2 separate regions of the Macaca mulatta genome follow, and region 2 is linked to region 1. A link is a contact called in public Hi-C data. All regions are on one chromosome and are shown on one strand. Each heading gives the region's core, a stretch centred on a gene start, on an enhancer-like site or on the middle of the called end of the contact. The rest is flanking DNA. Distances are from core to core; before and after follow the strand shown.

Region 1 (2,700 bases), core at 55-2,554:
TTTTGAAGGCAGACAGATCTGGTTTTTAACACAGATTGAAACGTTTACTTACAACTGTTTACTAGGGCAAGTTGCTTGACTGCTCCTCAATTTCTAACTCTGTAAAATGGTGGTGATAATCTAACGTATCTCCTGGAATTGTTGAGAGGAACGGATGACAAAATATGTAAAGCACTCGGCACACATAAGACTCAGTTAATGGCAACTATCATTATTTTATCTATCTAAGACAAAAAAAAATTAGCTATTTCATTAAATAATTCACAATAGCAAAACAAAATCCTTTCCCAGTGTAGAGCGAGGATTTTATGTGCTAAGGTCAGCTACGCTTCCCACTTCCATAGTTAAGCCTTCCAGCAAGACACCTACTACCCAAAGGACTCCAGGAGTCGCAAACTCCCAGGAAGAGGTCAAGAACCTCGTGAATGAGATCCCGGGATCACCACCCTGGCCCTTTCTCCTTTAAGGCGCGGAAGGCTGCAACGCCCTCCAAATGATTAGGTGCGGCAGTGACCTGCAGCCTCCGTCCCTACTATGAAAGGCTGCAACACACGAGGCTTTTGTTCTGTTAAAGTGGGTGTGGGGTTGACAGAGAGGGATAAGGACTAAGGAAGAAAATTTTTTAAAAAGCCACCTCTACCCACAGCAGTCCCATAACTCGAGGCTAATCACTTCGGTGGAGCCAGGAACAGCGTGGGTTAGAAGCTCGACAGTTCCCTTTTAGATGAGCTTCAATTTCTGGGGTCTCAAACCCAAGAAATGAAAAAGGGAAGCCATGGAGGAGCAGGAGGAGAAATCAAGGCGCGAAAGGACCCTCAAAGCTATACTGTCACTCCACGCCCAGGCTGTCATTCTCTGCAGCACATGACCCTCGGTGGAGCGCGTGTTTAGGCTCTGCAGAGCACAGGAGACAAAGCAGAAGCCCAGCAGCCGCCTCAACCCTGGCATGATCAGGTTCCGCATCTCCGGTTCTCCTCCAGTTTTGGGGCCCTCACCTGCCACGAATGCGGTCGTCACGCGAGCAGTTGTGAGATGGTCAAGCCCATTCAGGTCTAGGTTACCCACTTTCATCCCGGAGGCAGGGGTGAGGTGTTCGTCAAGTTACTTCAGTTGTAGGCGTGGACGTAGGCTACTTCCTTCAGTAACAGCTATAGGGCCACATAGGGGCACCTCAGGCTACTACACCTCAGAAATCTCCGTCACGCCTCTTCCCCGCCCTCCTCGGGTCTCACGCTGAAACCTCACCGGGCGGAACGATTTCCGGCAAGAGCCAAACGATCCGTCCTAACCTTTCTGACCGTGGTTCCAAGGCTCCCAAAAGGACTGGCCTCTAAAGGACCTGGGTAGTTCCGCTTCCGGCAGCGCCAGATAAATCACGAGAGGAAGCTTAAATCTGTCGTTTGAATTTAGGACCACCTCGGTGAGTGGTCGTTCTGGTGTGCTGTGTCATACCTACTTGTTTTTTAAAGTGAGGCGTAACCCGACAGTAATTTCAAAACCATTAGCCTCGACCGGCCTAAGGAAGGGTTTAATTGACTCTGTGGGGAGATTTTGCGCAGGCGCCGTTGAGACGGGAGGGCCTTGGGCGTTGCGATGTCCCGCGCTAGCTGAGCAGAAAGGGCGAGTGCCGTTTCGGGCCTGGGGAGGTGCCTGCTGGGTGTAATTGAGTTTTACCAAATGGTCATTTTCCTGCTGATTCTAAGTGTGGTTGGACCTTGCCCTTAAGATTCCGTTAACAAGTCGCCCAAAGCTTAGGAAATGCTCCCTCACAGCGTTTGAAACTCCGAGCACTTTTGGCCGGCATTGAAGAATTCTCCCCATTACTTTGATCAGTCATTTAATCAGAAATTTTGCCCCAAATTTAAATAAGTGGCGGGGAGAAACGTGAGGTCAAGAGGGAATCCTGTCACGTAGTTTTAAAAGAAAAATGTCCACTTTATCTCAGTGTAGGTTTTTCTTAAATGGGCATTTCTGAACCAAAGTAGATACTTTTTAAAGTGGAAATGCATTTATCCCATGTGGCTTCATGTGAATGCATATGGCGATGAAGGCATTTTTTTTTGTTAAATGAATTTGTACTCTGAAGTGAACCAGATTACAGAGAAGTGTATTTAAATTTACAACTCCTTGACGTTGCATGAAATTGTGCGTGTCCATTTTTTGGAGCTTAAAATAGAATAATTCAAATGTCAGAATTCCGATCCAAGTTAACGTGTTGATTGAAAATTGTAGATTTTAAGATGGAACTAGCGGGTATTTTAACCTTTTAGGGGCTTAAATTGGTAGCTTTGTTTTTAACCCTTGGTGAAACAGTTAAGTCCTAATCTTGACGTAATACCTAACTGCCTTACTGTATTGAAGACAAACATAAAATTATCAAAGGAATTAAGCAATGAGTTGATTTTATTTGATGTTATGGAGGGGACAAAGTGTGTAAAGCTTAACCAAATAAGACCCTGACATTCCTCATGCAAAACTACAAGTTGTAATCAACCACTTTCATTTTTTCTTATTCCTACACGTTTAAGTACATAAGTAATGATTTTAAGAGAAATTCTTGAAAATATGAGCATATCCAAAGAAGTCCCAGGACAGTCTTTCTTTATGTAGTTGAAACCACTTAATAAGAAGATACTTATATTTGTCCCGAATATTACAGTTTCAAGCCATTTTCTCATATTAACTACTTTTCAAATACGT
Region 2 (2,700 bases), core at 60-2,559, 130 kb before region 1:
AGTGTCAATCCTGCATTACAGGATTTGAGAAAATAAAACAACTAACAACCCTAACTTGTAGGTTGGCTCTTTGGAAAAAAAAAAAAAAAAAAAAAAGGAAAACGAAGAGTTTAGTAACATCAGAAATGTGCAAGAATTGTTCTTTCAGCTAGGAGCGGCAAGCACACTGTAAAATGCCTCCATTCTTCCTGCTCAAATAAAAAGTTCCCAGCTTCAGCTTTACCTGTGCACCACAGACAGACAGACACACACACACACACACACACACACACACACACACACACACGCGCGCGCGCGGAAATCTTGGTTCCACCCTAATCACTAACCCACCGGGTTGAAAATTGAGGTGGGAGGAGAGGCAGGGAGTCCCTAAGGGTGTGGAACACTTGCAAGGGGAAAAGGACGGGGCCATCATTCCCTTCGCGTTCCCATCTCCTTTCTGGCTGAGACCTGCAGATTCCACCACTAGAAAGAGTTTGGCAGCTTCACAATGGGGCCGTTGCTGGAGGTCTGACTGCCACCCCCCCCCCGAAACCCCTCTCCTCCGCTTCCCACCTGCCCCAAAGTCCACCCGCGACAGGTGGGGCGAGGGCGGCAATGCCCGACGACATCTGCCGCTTACGCTTCTGGCTCGGACCGGGCCCCAATCCACACGCTCGCACGCGGCCACAGCCGGCCAGTCCACCCCCACTGCACCAGCGGACACTCGGAGGGCGCGGGCGGCCTCGCACCGGGTTGCAACCCGGGCGAGGAGGGTTGGCGAGATCAGGCCGCCGGGGCTCGCCCTGAGGTGCTATCTGACCCGGGCAGTCGCACCCTGAGCGCTGCCGGGCATGCAGCCAAAGGCGCACCAGGCAGAGGAAAGCTACTTCTCAATGGGGCCTCCAGGCCCGCTGCCCCGCGGTGCGGGAACCGCGGCCAAGGGAGGGAGCGAGTATGCGCGCCAACGCGCCCCGACTTCCGCACCGCGGCACCGCGGGAGAGGCGCTCTGGGTCGCCGAGTCCCCGCACCTCCCCAGCGAGCGCACGACGCGCGCACACGGGGGCGCACGCCCCCGCACACTCACACGCGCTGCACACTCACAGCGTCTCCGGCCCCACCCCTGTGCCAGGGAACCGCAAGCTCCCCGCACCCCGCGCGGGCCCCACCCAGTTTACCAGACCCCAGTCCCCTTCGGGTGCCTGGAAACCGGTCCACCGAGGCCATGGGACGCTGGGGCCGCCCCGCCGCCCATCGCAGAAGCTGGTCCGGCCGGGTTTCCCCAGCACCGCGGGCATCGTGCACCCGGCCCAGACACGAGGCGGAGAGGAAGGGGCGGCGCCGCGATTGGGGCTGGCATTGGGGATCGGAGACTGAGGCAAACCCGCTACTCCCCCAATCACCCCATAACCACCACCTTTTCTGCGGCACAAAAGGTTACAGACGGAACCGCCGTCCCCGTGCAACCTACCGATGGCCCAGGGCTCCGCTGCCTCCGCCGTGCCCGGGGCCGCGGAGCCGGAGACAGGGGTGGGAGAGGCGCAGGACTGCGGCGCCGAGATCCTGGCAGAGGCCGCCAGCCGAGCCAGCCGGGTACCCTCTCCTCTCCCACCGCGCTCGGCGCCAGCTACCGCCCCGCGTAGTCCCCGCCCCCTCCTCCTCCTCCTCCACCTCCTCCGCCTCCTCCTCCGCCTCCACCTCCGCCTGCCTTCCCGCCTCCTCCCTCTGGCTGCAGAGGCGCAGCCCGTCAGCGCTGAGCCCGCCTCCTGCGCCCCGCTCTAAGACACCCGGAGGAAGGGCGGGCCGCGGGCTGGAGAAAGGCGCTAAGAGGCCAGAACAAGTTGGCGGGGGTGGGCGGGGTTGTTGACTGGTGGTGGGGAGGAGGAGTCCTAACACCAGCTCTCTAGTCTAAACCCCGCACTCCAACTGAAGAGCTCCAACTTGCGGGCCTGGGAACACTCCGGCTTCCTCAATTAAGTGGTGTGCTGATATTTGTCGCTTGTGAGTCTCTGCTTAAAGGGCTCAGCACTGAGCAGAAGTACAGAAAACTAGAATAGGCCATGAAATTAAAAATTATAGGGTCAGTCTACAAAAACTCCTAAAATCCAGTGAAGGTGGCGCGAGGGGGGAAGGTGGGGAACTTCAAATTCAGATTCCGATTGGATTAACTGTTTTTTAATTTGTACAAATGTTGATCTTGTCTATTACGGTAATAAATTATTTTCTTTGATGAAGATTTTCTTCTCTCAATTCATGTACATCTCTGCCAAACTGGTTAAGCTCAGCAATAAGAATATTTACTGGCATGCATATTCAAATTTACATCTCTCAATAACTATTCTATGAGGAAGTAACCAATTATGATCCACATTTTAAAGATGCAGAAAGTTTAGGTCATATGCCTACTAAGTGGCTAAGGCTGAATATATACGCAGTCAGTGAACCCCGAAATTGTTTATAAGTGTTATAAGTTTCGGTCCCATTGTCAAATCAAGAGAGTTTGTTATTTTTTAAGACAAAATGCTTTATATGAACATAAAAGACATAAATCTGGAGTAGATTAATACAAGTTAAAACAAGTCTTGACTCACACTTGTTCCAGAATCTACATATGTTCCTGATAATATAAAGGCAAAAAATATATAAACATCTCTAGTTCAACAGAACAACTCCTGGAGGCTGCTCAGCTATAAGACATTTTATGCTACTGCTTATGTGCC

What was found. A called contact is a pair of places that touch in the nucleus more often than the background predicts.
Region 2: a Hi-C map of CD4 T cells shows a contact between it and region 1, with 6 times the contacts expected there. The contact joins the promoter of MACIR here to the promoter of GIN1 in region 1. A contact is called at or near these places in 2 of 14 Hi-C or Micro-C datasets (CD4 T cells and fetal cortex germinal zone).

The regions. Positions count from the first base shown.
Region 1 is chr6:111,901,167-111,903,866 of T2T-MMU8v2.0, reverse strand. GIN1 (gypsy retrotransposon integrase 1) reads left to right here and starts at 1,304. Exons shown (of 8, transcript NM_001194084.2): 1 at 1,304-1,420. It overlaps PPIP5K2 (diphosphoinositol pentakisphosphate kinase 2), which reads right to left and starts at 1,211. Exons shown (of 32, transcript XM_015140511.3): 1 at 996-1,211.
Region 2 is chr6:112,034,841-112,037,540 of T2T-MMU8v2.0, reverse strand. MACIR (macrophage immunometabolism regulator) reads right to left here and starts at 1,309. Exons shown (of 3, transcript NM_001194882.2): 1 at 1,159-1,309.